2 separate regions of the Sus scrofa genome follow, and region 1 is linked to region 2. A link is a contact called in public HiChIP or PLAC-seq data. All regions are on one chromosome and are shown on one strand. The core of a region is the stretch at or near the end of the contact, and the rest is flanking DNA. Distances in the headings are between cores, read along the strand shown. Region 1 holds the start of PRELID1 (PRELI domain containing 1). Region 2 holds the start of DOK3 (docking protein 3).

Region 1 (6,879 bases), core at 1,735-4,234, 210 kb before region 2:
GAGTATGTTTCCCCTTCTGACTTAGTCCTGAACTCAGTTGTCCCAAGGAAGAGTATGGGAAGACAAGCGTTTAGCGTACAGTTACTCTTATTCATATCTTTACCGTCTTTGAACTGGGTAGCGGTCATCTCATTTTACAGATCAGAAACACTGGCCAAATTTAAGTCCCTTTTCTAAGTAGCTGTGTTGGATCCCAATCTGGATCCATAAGACCTTCCTAAGTCTTGCAGAGCCTATGATTTTTCTACTATTAAGCCACATTGTAGGGTGTTGCTGGGAATCTTACGATCTGAGCCACAGGGATGACTCATGGGCCTAGTCCTCATGGACCTAGTCATGACGGACGCCAGAGAGCCAGCCAGAGCCTGAGGTAGAAGGGATTGACCTTTTGATCTCTGAATACCATTTCAGTGCCTTCCTTATGCTTCTTAGGATGAAGAAGGAATTGGGAGCTTTGCACTGCCCAACCCCAGCTTCTCTTTGTCACCCCCACCCCGCCCCTGCTGCTGCCAAGAATAGGAAAGGGCCATTTTGTTTCTCCGTTATCACAGCTGCAACCCTGGGGTGAAGGTACTTGGATTACAAAAGAAAATAAGAGCGGGATGAGCCTTAATATAGGAAGTGAGGCCAGCCAGGTGGCCCCAGAAAGTGCTAGGTGTCTTGACACCCAATCCACACAGCAGGGAAGGGGGCTGAGTGTGATTCACAGTGCATTGATTTTATTTACAAATCAGAAGCCACTTAATCTGTAGACACGTCCAGGGCAGAAGTCTGAGATCCAAATCAGCCCTTATCCTCCTTGTGCCCCTCAGTCAGTCCAATGCTGCCTCTCTTCCATGGGCCAGCACAGGCAGGTGCCACCTCTGCTGCCATGGGGCCCCGGGGTAGCTCAGACGTTTGATCACCCAAGCCCAGACAAGAGCTAGGTCCAGCCTCTCTGGGGGAGTTCCTTTAATTCCCCCAGGCCAGGTGAATGGTGACTCAGTGGTGACAACAGCTGTAGAAGTAGGGGTTTGCCTTCTGGCCCAGGTCCACTCCCTTGTCCTCTGTCAAAGAGAGAGGTGGCAGCTGAGCATCATTCTTTTGGGGGATCAGGTAACTCATGAAGGGGGCCAGATGCAGTAGGCCTAGAGGAAGTCTCCACAGGGCTAGGGAATGACACACCTGTCATCACCTGGAAGGCAGCCACACTGACGTAATCTTCTGCCACTTTCTGGAAGAGCTCGTCTGGCAGGAAAAAGAGTGATCATTGAGGACCAATAACCCAGCACTCTAGGCTCTTTTCTGCCTCCTTTGTTGCCCCTGCCTGTTTTGCTGTGAGTCCTGGCCAACACTCACCCACGCTTTGGCCTGTCTTGCTGGATGTTTCAAAGAGCTGAGCTTTGATATCTGTAAAGAGAAGTGACTGAAGCTTCATACCTGAGAACTGGGTGCGCACTGACAAAGGGGAAGGCCAGCAGTACAGGGAATCTTCTGGACCCCAGAGATTCAAGGTCAGTGAAAGGCTTCCCACAGGGATCTTGCTGTTGGTAGCCAAGGCAGCCCCTATTTTCTTGACCCAAGCAAGCAGCCACTTCCTTCCCCCACACCCAAGGAACCAAGGAACAGCTACTGTCTGCATAGTCCTGGACGTCGTGGAAGTCCACACGTCGACGCCTTCTGTCCTCCTCCAGCAGATCACTCTTGGTGCCACATAAGTAGATCTGACAACCCTGGAGCAGAAAACAAGGTCAGGGTCCTTCCCCTGGACCACCAGGCCCCTAGCCCCTGCCTGGTCTGGTGAGGTGTAGGCACCTACCTCCTCTAGGTTGCGCAGTTCTTTCACCCAAAACTTTGCCCGTTCAAAGCTGCTGCTGTCTGTCAGGTCTTGGTATGGGACACAGGAAAACACAACCAAGGGTCAGGGGCTGCTCTGTAAGGCCAGTTTGGCACCCACCCCTTATTCCAGAAACAGGCCAAATCCCTCCTTACCATAGCAGACGATGGCAGCCTTGGCGCCCCGGTAGTAGATTCGGCTCATGGCCTCATAGCGCTCAGAGCCTGCTGTGTCCTGAAGGGCAGGGGGAGGCTCAGCGCTGGCCTGAGTTACTGATCAAGACTGCAAACTAATACCACATCCTCCAGACCCCCGTTTTTAAGCTGGGGTCTAGAGAAGAGAAATGGCCTCTAAGAGGCTACAAATCAGTCTACTGACAGAACCTACGCCTCCTTAGGAATAGGTTTTCCCAGAACAACTTGCCCAGAGAACTTACCCAAATACCCAAAGTCACCGTCCGGTCCCCCACGGACATCACCTTGGCCACGAAGGCGGCCCCAATGGTCTGCAACCAGAAAGAAACGATCAGGGACGTGGGTGCGGGCTAGCCCCCTCCCACCCGCCAGGGGCCCAGCCGGGCGCACTCACGTTCTGATAGGGCCCCACCAGGAAGCGGTCGTGCACATATCGCTCCACCAGGCTGGTCTTGCCCACGTACTCCTTTCCCAGCATCACCACCTTGACGTCCACGCGCTGCCCGCTCATGCTCCCAGGGTCGCCTCACCCGCGTCTCGGTCCTGAGCGGGGGGCAGGGGGCAAACCCGGATCTCCGCTCCGGCGAGCAGCGCCCAAGACTCAGTTCCCGACCCCAGGCGCCAACCTCCGGCTCCAGACGCCGCTACGAGCTTGAACGACGGCAGAGCCTCCCTACGCCCCCGCTCTTCAGCCCCGGGCGCTGATCCTCCTTCGAGGAGCCCAGGACCCGGGGCGGCCTAGGAGCGCGCGGGGTAGCGCCCTCAACGGCGCCACGCCGCCGCCCAGCTCGCTCGATTGCGCTACGACTCACTTGCCCGCCTGGCTTAAAGGCCGCTGGGGCACGGATTCCCTACGGAGGCTGGAAGACCCTTCAACCTGCCTCCAGCCCGCAGCGCCGCGATTCCGGCGCCGGGTGGGAGGGGGTGTAGGGGCGGAACCTCTGGGTCACATGGGCAGGCGCCGGAAGAGGTGGATTCTGCGAGACTGCGCCGGAAGTGGCGCGCAGCCTGATAATTCCTCATGGCGGCGGCTGTGGCTGGTTGGGCGCGGCACAGTGGTGACTGACCTCCTAGCCTGGTAGCCGGGCAAAGAGCTCCAGCCTAGCCTCCGCTTGCCCCCCGCCCCGGGCGCCGCACGGCTGATGCTGCGCGGGTGCTGAGCCCGCCCCGGCCGGGACGATGGTGAAGTATTTCCTGGGCCAGAGCGTGCTCCGGAGTTCCTGGGACCAAGTGTTTGCTGCCTTCTGGCAGCGGTACCCGAATCCCTATAGGTACGTGGCCCTATAAAGAGGTACCTTCCCACCTTGCTTTTTGGAGATTGGATTGTAGGGGGCCAGGAAAGACTCGACTTCGAGTCTGAGGTGGGGGCATCGCCGGAACCGGGGCCATGTTTAGGGCAAAACGACCCTATCGGTGAAGCGGCTAGGCTAGGCCTGCAAGGTACTAGAAGAAGGCTGGGTCTGGGTAGTGGTTTACTTGAGGTTCAAGTCTAAGGTTCTCTCATCGCAGGATGGTGAAACAGGAAAAGGCGGCGGCACAGGAGTTGGGGAGGGATCTTGGGGTTGGAAGTCCGGGCGCTTGCCTTCTACTCTGCCTGTGACTCTCTCCAGTGGTGCAATAAATCATGAAGTCCAGCCCTGTTGGGAGGCCCCGAAATCCAGGTCAGCGAAGGGGCGGGAGTTGGAATTTGCCCTGGGATAGGCTCATAGTTAGGTCTGAGCCACAATACAGGTCACACAGCAGGTCTGGGGAAAGGCATGGCGTTTCTGGGCTTGGAGGCTCCAGATGGGAACCCCAACAAGCAGTGTCTTAGGGCCAGCCTTCTGAGGGTCACCTTCACCCTGACACCTGCAGCAAACATGTCTTGACGGAAGACATAGTGCACCGGGAAGTGACCCCTGACCAGAAGCTCCTGTCCCGGCGACTCCTGACCAAGACAAACAGGATGCCCCGCTGGGCTGAGCGACTGTTTCCTGCCAATGTTGCTCACTCAGTGTACATCCTGGAGGATTCTATCGTGGACCCACAGAACCAGACCATGACCACCTTCACCTGGAACATCAACCACGCCCGGCTGATGGTGAGACCCCTCTCTCGGTCCCCTCAAAAGTAGAGAGCTGCAGGTACATGTGACTAGGGAGCCACGAAGGAGTTTCTGCAATCCAAGTAGATATGGATTGCTGAGGAGTGATGGCTCTAGAATGCAAACTCAAATTGTCTTTTGAGCTGGTCAGCTCCTCTGGACCTGCCTTTTGACTCATTCATACAGTGGAGGAGGGGCACCTGTTTTACAGAGTTGTTGCAAGTACTAAATGCAGAGCATTCATACTGTTTCTGACAAGTGTATAGGTTGGGTCATAGGAGTGATGCTGAGCGAGAGAGGCAGGGTTTTCAAACAGGAATCCATCAAACCATAATGGTGCCTTGGCTTGGCTCTGCCTCAGAGGGGAGAGGACCTGGGGCTCTTGCCCCACGTTGACTAGGGGAGTCTTTTATCTATCTTATGTAAGGGATTTCAGAAGAAGAGGGCTCCACATACTTTTGATCTCTTGCTTTGTTTAAAAAAAAAAAAAAAAAAAAAGGAAGTTCCATTGTGGCACAGTGGAAATGAATCCGACTAGTACCCATGAGGATGTGGGTTCGATCCCTGGCTTCACTCAGTGGGTTAAGGATCCGGCATTGCCGTGAGCTGTGGTGTCGGTTGCAGACGAGGCTCAGATCCCTTGTTGCTATGGCTGTGGTATAGGCCGGCAGCTATAGCTCTGATTAAACCCCTAGCCGGGGAACTTCCATATGCTGCAAGTGTGGCCCCTAAAATGATAGAAAAGAAAAAGGCTTGAAAAGCCGAGTTCTTGTTTTGTTTTTTTGTCTTTTCAGGGCGGCACCCACAGCATATGGAGGTTCCCAGGCCAGGGGTCCATGGGAGCTACAGCTGCCGGCCTACACCACAGCCATGCAGGATCCAAGCCATGTCTTTGACCTATACTATAGCTCACACCACACCAGATCCTTAACCCACTCACTCAACAAGGCCAGGGAGCAAACCTGCAACCTTATGGTTCCCAGTTGGATTCGTTTCTGCTGCGCCACAAGGGATCTGAGCCTCGTCTGCAAAACCTGAGGTTTAGTTTAAGGAGCTTTACAGTAATTTCTTACATGTGAATACCCTGGAAGCTTTCAGAGGACTCTCTCTTTCTCAGCTAATTTTCACAGTGACACACGGAGGTGGGTATTACTGTCTGTTGCACAAAGAGAAAGTGAGGTTCAGAGAGGGGAAGTATCCTATAAAGTCACCGAGTGAGGAGGCACCTTAATTCTCTGCCCCAGAGTTATCTGTGGGCCTCACAGCTGACTGCCCGGAGGGCACTATCTCTGTGCTTTGTAAATTACCAAGACCCAGCCCTGAGAAATCTCTGTCATTCCAGCTGTGAGCGATGTTTTTTAAGTGTTTCTCTTGGAAGTGTAGGTTCACTTCCTCCTCTGATGATGAGAGCTGTGGTGATGGCCAGATTTTCACTTTTATTTGAAGTGCCAAGAGCTCAAGAGCCAAAGTGAGTGGAAGGCAGGCTAAAAACACTGCACATATCTAGATGTAAAAGGACAAAGATAAAAAGACCAGAAAAAAAGAGTTTCACCGTGAGCTGAGGTGTAGGTCGCAGACCTTGCTTGGATCCCGTGTGGCTGGCATAGGCCATCAGCTGTAGTTCCTATTGAACCCCTAGCCTGGGAACCTCCATATGCCTCGGGTTCAGCCCTAAAAAGAAAAAAGAAAAAAAAAAAAAGACAAAGAGCCAGGGTGGAGCTGGAAGGCCCTCTGCTGATTTCAAGAGTCCGTATTTTTTATTTTTTTTAGGGCCGCATCTGTGGCATAGGGAGGTTCCCAGGGGTCAAATCGGAGCTGTAGCTGCTGGCCACAGCCACAGCCATGCCAGATCCTTAACCCACTGAGTGAGACCAGGGATCGAACCCGCAACCTCGTGTTTCCTAGTCAGATTTGCTTCTGCTGTGCCACAATGGGAACTCAAGAATCCATATTTTCTTTTCTTTTTTTTTTTTAGGGCTGCATCCCAGCACATGGAGGTTCCCAGGCTAGGGGGTCTAATCAGAGCCACATCTGCAACCTACACCACACCTCATGGCAGCGCTGGATCCTTAACACACTGAGCGAGGCCAGGGATCAAACCCATAACCTCATGGTTCCTAGTCGGATTTGTTTCCGCTGCACCAGGACGTGAACTCCCGAGAGTCCATATTTTAGTTTGAAGTGTCAGAGAAGATATTAGAGAGCAAAGTTACTTTTTTCATCATCTTACTCTCTTTCTGAAGTGCAGCTTGGGAATACAGTAAGGAAAGGGAATCAGTTTTCACTTTATTGCTTCCCCAGGAATAAATGGGGATCAGATTTATGTGCGAGCTGGCAAAGTGAAAGACTCCCACTATTGTGACTGACTTGACTGTACAGGTGGTGGAGGAACGATGTGTTTACCGTGTGAACTCTGATAACAACAGCTGGACCGAAATCCGCCGGGAAGCCTGGGTCTCCTCTAGCTTATTTGGTGTCTCCAGAGCTGTGCAGGTGAGCAGTGTTGTGGGGGGACCAGGGCTCTGGGGGCCAGGGCATTTGACCTAGGGTTGGGGCTGAGGGGTCACTGGGCAGCCCAGAAGCCTTCCCCTTCTCATGTTTTGCCAGGAATTTGGTCTCGCCCGGTTCAAAAGCAACGTGACCAAGACTATGAAGGGTTTTGAATACATCTTGGCCAAGCTGCAAGGTGAGCGCTCTGGGCACAGGCAGAGGCCAGGGTCAAGTCCTAGCTGCGCTGACTGGGCTGGAGCCTGGGGCTGTCACACCCTATTCTGAGCCCCGCCTGC
Region 2 (7,701 bases), core at 1,703-4,202:
CCCCAGGCCTCTTTCCCCATCTCCTCTGGCATCCTTTGGGCTCTGACCTTGAGCATTTCCATCATGACCACCTTGATCATGGGGCTATGGTCAGGGTCAAAGGCAAAGGCAGTCCCCCTACCAGTCTCCTTGTCTTGCTTATTTCCTTTTTTCTTTCTTTTTTTTTTTCTGGCCACAGCATGCAGCGACTTAATGTGGCATCTCAGTTTCCAGACCAAAGGTTGAAGTCGGGCTAAAGCAATGAAAGCACTAAATTCTAACCACTAGACTACCAAGGAACTTTGTCCTTTAAAAAAAAAAAAAGAGTTGTGGTAAAATACACAACACAAAAATTATCATTTTAACCACTTTAAAGTGTACAGGGAGTTCCCTGGTGGCTCAGCAGCTAAAGGACCTGGCATGGTCACTGCTGTGGCATGGGTTCAATCCCTGGCTGGGCAACTTCCACATGCCGCAGGCATGGGCCCTAAAAAGAAAGAGTATAATTTAGAACCTTTTCACTACAAATGGAAACCCCGTACTTATTAGCTGTCATTCTCCATTCTCCCCTCTCCCCAACACCCCGCAACCACTAACCTGCATTCCATTGCTATGGATTTGTCTGTTCTGGCTATTTCATGTAAATAGAATCATACAATGTGAAGACTTTAGCGTCTGGATTCTCTGATTTAGCATGTTTTCGATGTCCATCCATGTCATGGCATGTGTCACTGCTTCATTCCTTTTCATGGGCAAGTGATGTTCTGTTGCATGGATAAACCGCATTTGGTTTATCCATTCATCAGTTGATGGACATTTGGGTTGTTTGCATCTTTGGGCTAGTGTGAATAATGCTGCTCTGAAGATTCCTGTACAAGTTTTGTTTGAACACCTGTTTCAGTTCTCCTGGATAAATGCCCAGGAGTGGAATTGCTGGGTCATATGGTAACTCTGTTTAATTTTTGAGGAACCGCCATTCATTTCCTTTTGGTCCATCACAGACCCTGTTAAGCTCAGTCTCTGGGTCCAACTCCCCAAAGGTTTCTCTACTCCCTTGGAATAAAACCAGAAACTCTACATCTGGCCCAAGGCAGTTTCAGCTGGGCTCCCACCAAACTCTCCACTGTTGCCTCTTCCTGGCATCAGCCCCCTTTATCCTCCAGCCACACTTGCCCTTCTGCCTCTTGAACACCAGGCTTTTCCCTGTCAAAGAGCCCTTGCCCATGCCGCTCCGTCTGTTTAGGAGACCCCTCAGACCTGGGTCTAGGACACTCTGTCTTCAGATCTTTGCCTGGGGGGTTATTTGTCCTTGAGGTGCCCTCTCCTCCCTTGAGAAGCCTTCCTGGACCATCCTGTCTAACGTCCCCCGTCACTTCTGGTTCCATCCAGCCTCTCATTTTCTCCAAAGCACGTGTGGTCATCTAAGACTTGTAATGTGGGCTTGCGCTGTTTCCCAGGCTTGTAGGGGCTTGGCAGGTGCTTGCTGAGTGACAGGATATGAGTGAGCACGGAGATGAACCAGGTCGGGTGAGGTGGTCTCCCTGGCCAGCCCCCAGAGTCCCTGCCCGCCTGCCTTGTGCTCACCGGGAAGGCCAGCTGGCAGATGGGGTCCATCCACTCCTGGCGGTGCTGTGCAGCCAGCAGGTGGCTTCGCTCCGTGGTGGTGAGCAGGAAGGCGCTGGTGTCCCGGGGACAGCTCTCACCATCAGCCGGCAGCACGGACACACAGTCGGCCAGGCGGATGACCCGCCTCTCCCCCCGCCGGCTGGGCCCCCCAGACCTGTCACCTGTTGGCCCCAGGCCACCATCCCGAAACTCCCAGCTCTCCAGCCGTGCCACGCCTGATGGGCCTCCCGCATACAGCAGACCCCACATCTTCCGCCAAGACTTCTGCGGGAGACAAAGATGGGGAAGGGGCTCCCTGCAGCTCAGCCCAGCACAAGCCGCTCAGCCAACTGGCCACCCACACTGGCCTCTGCCTCCCCCACCTCCTCAGGCAGCAGGTGTCTTTCTGGAGCCAGCCTGGCAAGGGGAAGAGTCTGTGTTTGGGGTCATTCAATCCTGGGTTCAAATCCACCCCATGCTTTCCTGTGATCCCCATAGGCACTAGAGTCCTCGTCTCTCCAAAGGCCATGAGAACACAGGGTTAGGACTTGTACTGGGTAATGTCTATAAAGTTATCTAGTGGCTGGAGCATGGCACCTGACAGTTATGTTGATGCCCAGCCCCCACAAAGAAAAGGTCAGTTGGACCACAGGACAAGGCTGGGGCAGGCAGGAGGCCTCAGTCTCATGATGGCAAGGAAGGAAACATGCAAATAATACCGAGCAAAGGAAACAGACGGTTTATCTGCCTGGGCAGCAGCTGCAGCTGAGCTGAGGGTGTGCAGTGCCTGCTACCCCAGGACAGGGCTGGGAGGAGCTGAGCCCTCTTCTGAAGGATGGGGTTCTATCCTGGAGGTGGGGAGCTCCTCCAGCTCAGCCCGCAGACCTCCTGAGGGGGCCTCGGTGTCACTAGTAGTTGGGATGGAAGGCTGTTGGATTAGCCAGCCCCTGGGTTCTGCCCTGCCCCAAAGGTTGTATTCTTAGACCCTCCCCACTCTCGCTCCCGTCTGTAATGAGGCAGGGTCTCAAAAGCACTCCCTCAGCCCCACGCTGGGCTGAGGACAGGAACGGGCTCTGTCCCACTCCCCCACACCCGGTTTGGCTCCCGGAGCCTGACTCCCTCCCCCACCCTCCCAGGTCCCTGTGGGCAGGGGCGGAAGCCCACCACCTGTCCTAGGCAGCTGCCTGGCAGCCAGGGTCCCCACCTTGCCAAATTTGACTTGCTGCTGGTAGAGGATGCCATCCTTGATGGGGGTCTCTAGAGGCTCCATGGCCGTGGCCGGGACTCAGGGCCGCCACTCTGAGGGCCTGAGGAGACTGGTGACAGGCCGGAGGGGAACTCCTTATACTTCCCCTTCTGGCCACTTCCCCCTCCCTCTGTCCAGAGAGGCAGCTGCAGGGCTGGGGGGAGGGGAGCCCTGCCTGCAGTAAAGGAGCTAGGATGGGGGGAGAGGGCATCACATACTCCTTCCTTGGGGTTCAAGCTGACCCAAGGTGCCCACTAGTGCCTGGCAGGGGCCTCAGACCCCCCCCCCCGAGGGCAGATGACCCGTGCCAGCCCAGGTCAGCTGGGTGTGAACATCTGACCACAAGCTGGCTCTCGAGTCATGAGCTCTGACCCCTCCCCCATGCAGGAGCTCTTCCGTACACAGGGGCCTGGCATTCCCACCACCCTGTGCCCTCCAGGACCTTTCTCTAGCCAGACAGGCAAACTCTGTGCTTTCCCACTTGGAGTCCTGGTTAGTTTGCTTGTCTTTATCCCGGAAAGGGTTCTAATACTCTCTTGCTCCTCCCCATTTTCACAGCCCCTGCCCATTGCCAGCCTTGGCATTTCTCCTTTGAACCATGGCCCCACCTGGGCCCACCCGGACCTCTCCACCAACCCCAAACCTACTCGTGTTTCCCCTCCCTAAACATTTTCTGGCTCCTAGTGCCCTTGGGTCTAGCTTGGATTCCTTGGCCCAGCACTCAAGGTGCTGTGTGTTCTGGTCTCCACCTCCCCTAGCCTGGCCCCTCCAGGGCACCTCTCACCCCTGGGCTGCTTGGCACACTGGGGTCTCTTCCTCCAGGAGCCCTCCCCTGACTGCCACGCTGTCTGAGAGCACAAAGGCCTCAGTCCCCATGACTGGGCCCCAGCCACGTGAGCGTGTGTGGCACACCCCTAGCAGGCCCCCTAGAGAGCTCACACGCTTTTTAAGTTTTGCTTCTTGCTGGGGGAGCCTGGGGCCGGGGCTTGTGGGAGGACCTGGATTCTGGGGACAGCCTCATGGCATTCATTCAGTGCCACCTTTGCCAAGGAACATCTAATAGGTTGAAGAATACTGGTTTTCTTTTGCAGGGGGGTGGGGGGGTAGCACATGTGGGGTTTGTAGTTTCTCAGGCAGGAAATCTTTTCCTAGGGCACTGTTCACTGGCTTTGTGCCCACTGTGGCCCAGGCAGTCGCGAGCTCCAGCAGCCTCAGATACCATGTCCTTTGCATTCTCACTGCCAGTTCAAGGATGAGGAAATCAAGGCTCAGAAACATTAAGTAACTTGCCCAAGGCTTGAGCAACTGCTGTCCTGCTGGGATAACCCTGTGGCCTCATACATGAAGTACCAGGCACAGAGGAGCTGCTGCCAGCGCTTTTCTCTGCCTACCCCTTGCCAGATGTTGAAATCCTGGCTCATATGCCAGCAGTCTCATGACCACAGTCCATGTTCATTCAAGGCTGATCTGTCTGTCCCCTTACCTGTGAACTTCTCAGAGGGCATCTGCTTGGCTCATCTGGGTCCTGAGCCCCACTCATAGCTGGGCACAGAGCTGGGTCAGTGGGTGCTTGTGGCCTGAATCCTGTGGCATCTGCTTCCCCCTCAGCAAATGGAGCAGAGGGTTCCCTACTGAAAGCCTGCATGGGTAGGGGCCTGAGGCAGGAAGTCGCCTCCCAAGAGGCCCCTGGGAAAAGCCCCAAGAGCTTGAGACACTGACAAGAGGGAGGTTGGGGCAGGGCTGGAGGTTATAACAGCCAACCAGAGAGATCAGAAAAACCCAACCATTTCCTCTTGGTCCACCAATGTAGTCCTTTCCTGAGTCATGAGTCCAGGTAGCCTGGAGGAGATCCCCTCGGTCCCCAGAGAGGGGCCCAGTTAGGCAGTTCCTTCCACACTGAGTACCAGCAGGCTGGCTATTGGTGGTGCTGGTGGGAGACGCCAAGGCCCTACCTCAGAGAGGCTCTGGAGGTCAGTGGGTGAGGCCTCCCCAGGAAGCAGGGAGAAAAGGAGGTGAAACAGAGGCTGAGACCAGAAAGGCTTGTGCTTTAATCGTAGCTAGGGTAAAGGGGAGCAAAAATAGTAATTCCAGGGAGCACAGGGAGCAGGTAGCCAGGTCCAGCCTGGCCCAACCCAGGCCAGCTGGGCCAAAGATGCCAATGTCTTGTTCATGGGGCTGGCGTGTTGGGGAGGCGGATGGAGCCCCAGGGATGGAGGCCCCTTGGAGAGAAGGGCGGATGACACCTGGCTCAGAAGTCCATGGAGCTGTGGGCCAGGTAGTCCTTGCGGCCAATGTTGCTAACCTGCTTCGTCTGCATAGCCTCGAGTTTGGGGCAGTCAGTGATCCGATGGCCCAGGCCCCCACAGAAAGCACAGCCACGCTCTCCTGGGGGCATGGGGCATGGGCCAAGGGTCAGCATGGTGATGGGGCCAGGTACCATGCCCTAAACCTCAGCCCTCCCACCAGACCCACAGTGCACTGAGGGGCAGCATGGACTTGTCCCGTGGTGTTCCCCTCACACCCCCACCAGACTCCCACCCCACATCACCTCCAATGTCCAGCATGGACTCGTCTCCACAGTGTAGCACTTGCAGCACAGGTGGAACTTTCTGCTTGGCCTCCAGCAGCAGGGCTTTGAGGTCCATCAGCACTGACTCATCTGTTGGGGTAGCAGGGAGCCATCAGGTCCAGCCCTGGGCCCTGCAGCCAGGACCTGGGTGGTCACAGGTGGAGGACTGGGAAGGCAGCTGAGGTGGCCCTGGTAACAGACTCACCACAGGCCTTGTTGATGAAGGTGGTGGCGATGCCTGTGTTTCCTGAGCGCCCAGTGCGGCCGATACGGTGCACTGCAGAGAGAGGGAACAGATCCTCTGGCCCGCTGCCCAGGGGCTCGGGCCTAGCCCACTCCCCTGACCCCCCAAGCTCCCCACCATAATTCTCGATCTCCTCAGGCATGTCATAATTGATGACATGCTGGATGGCAGGGAAGTCCAGGCCCTTGGAGGCTACGTCTGTGGCTACCAGGACATCCTTCTTGCCCTCCCGGAACGCCTCGATGGCCTTGGTCCTTTCCTCCTGGTCTGGGAAGGGTCAGGCAGGAGTTGTTAGGGCGACAGCAGGAGTCTGGGGAGTAGCAGCAGGCCAGCCAGGCAGGGGAAGGGATAAGATGAGGGGCTGCTATGGCAGCAGGGTCCATGCCTATGCATGTGCCATCCTGACCTTTGCCCCCATGGATGGCCACAGCCTCGACTCCCTTGAGCAGCAGGTACTCGTGGATGGCGTCTACATCTGCCTTCTTCTCCGCAAAGATGAGCACCTGTCCGGGAAAACCAATTCTAGACACAGGGGCTGACTCCCTTGGGCCCCCACGACCTGCCCGGGGGATGCTGCCCTTGGGCCGGCCTGGCTGGCGGCACTCACGGGCGGCGGTGTCTTCTGCAGGCACTCGAGCAGGTACACCATCTTGGCTTCCTCCTTCACGTATTCCACTTCCTGCCACCACCAGGAACAGGTCAGGTGGTCCTGAGAACCGGCTCACCAGCCATGGCCCTGCCACAGAGGACGGGCCCCCAGTCCCGACTACAAGGCAACCAGAAGCCCCTTGCCAAGGGCTGAGCAGCCTAAGAAGGATTCCTGCTAAGGGCCAGGGCTGTGAATGGAACCCCTAGTGCTCACAAGGTGGCCCCCTCACCCGGCTCCAATCAGCCTCAAGGGAACCTCGCCAGCTCCAGCCCTCACGGGTGCTGGCCATCAGGAGTGCGTGCCCACCTGGATGACATCCAGGCTGGCAGCCCCGGCGCGCCCCACGTTGATCGTGACAGGCTTTACCAAGGCGCTCTTGGCGAAATTCTGAATCTTCTTAGGCATGGTGGCACTGAAGAGCAGGGTCTGTCGCTGGCCCTGAGGAAGAGTAGGGCTGGGGCTGAGGGCAAGTAGGGGCTGGGGAGCTGGGACAGTGGGTGGGCAGTGCAGGGCCCTCTAGAGTTGAAGGTGGTAGGCAGGGGGAGGGTGGCAGGAGCAGCCTGGCCAGGTGGGGAGGAGCACCTTGAAGTAGGAGAAGATGGTACGGATGTCGCCCTCAAAACCCATGTCGATCATGCGGTCAGCCTCATCCAGGGCCAGGTAACGGCAGATGTCCAGGCTGACCATCTTCTTCTGCAGCAGATCCATGAGGCGCCCAGGTGTGGCCACCATCATGTGCACGCCACTGGGGACCAAACAGAGATCCTGAAGTCAGGGCCACCTGCTCAGCCCTATCCAGAGGCTGGCACTCCACCTCATTCTGCCCTCTGGCCTCCTTCCTGTCTCTCCCCACCTGCCCTTCCTTGTCACTGCTACCACCTTTCCCTGTGGACAGCACACAGCTCTCCTGGAGGGCACTGTAGTCAGCTCTGTGCCACAGCTCTTCTAGAGCCATGTGGTCACCCCAGCCTCGCACACCCTTCCCCCTTTTCCCAGATCACTCCCAGGAGGACTGTCCTGAATCTTCAGATCGGCCTCAGCCTATGCTCCTGCAGCTCCCGAGTAGGCCTAAATGGGCTCACTTTCCTGCTATACCGAATTCATTTTTTCCATGTCTGCATCTTCTCTGACTAGCAAATGCCTATGCAACAGGGACTGGGTTTGGCCGGTCTGTAACCACAGACATCTGGTGATGTCTGTCAGGGACTGCACTGTGTGCACAGGTCCAGCCATGCCCTAGTAACTCAGCCTCCTGGACAGACCACGCTGGACAACCCTGAGGTCCCTGGACACTCTGGGGCCCACCACCTCTGTGCCTTCTGCCTGGAAGGCCCTGACTCCTTCACCTGGCAGAGGCCTCCATTCCATCTACTGTGTTCCCACAGTATTTCACCACACCCCTCTGTCCC

Evidence for each region. HiChIP or PLAC-seq counts read pairs in DNA pulled down with a chosen protein or histone mark.
Region 1: a contact with region 2 is called in an H3K27ac HiChIP or PLAC-seq map of alveolar macrophages. The contact joins the promoter of PRELID1 here to the promoter of DOK3 in region 2. A contact is called at or near these places in 2 of 5 promoter capture datasets (fetal liver and fetal skeletal muscle), 4 of 47 Hi-C or Micro-C datasets (blood, embryonic fibroblasts, liver and 1 more) and 1 of 2 datasets of contacts at active chromatin or transcription factors (alveolar macrophages).

The regions. Positions count from the first base shown.
Region 1 is chr2:80,642,495-80,649,373 of Sscrofa11.1, reverse strand. It overlaps PRELID1 (PRELI domain containing 1), which reads left to right and starts at 2,984. Exons shown (of 5, transcript NM_001244208.1): 1 at 2,984-3,281; 2 at 3,865-4,090; 3 at 6,473-6,586; 4 at 6,701-6,779. The coding sequence starts at 3,190. RAB24 (RAB24, member RAS oncogene family) reads right to left here and starts at 2,877. Exons shown (of 8, transcript NM_001243906.1): 1 at 2,405-2,877; 2 at 2,253-2,321; 3 at 1,972-2,050; 4 at 1,799-1,866; 5 at 1,613-1,712; 6 at 1,339-1,389; 7 at 1,165-1,227; 8 at 698-1,046. The coding sequence starts at 2,521. The coding sequence ends at 982.
Region 2 is chr2:80,436,025-80,443,725 of Sscrofa11.1, reverse strand. DOK3 (docking protein 3) reads right to left here and starts at 2,952. Exons shown (of 5, transcript XM_021084392.1): 1 at 2,789-2,952; 2 at 1,564-1,869. The coding sequence starts at 2,854. DDX41 (probable ATP-dependent RNA helicase DDX41) reads right to left here. Exons shown (of 20, transcript XM_021084371.1): 10 at 6,875-7,037; 11 at 6,599-6,730; 12 at 6,251-6,322; 13 at 6,050-6,146; 14 at 5,761-5,910; 15 at 5,605-5,676; 16 at 5,379-5,489; 17 at 2,789-5,215; 18 at 1,564-1,869. The coding sequence ends at 5,079.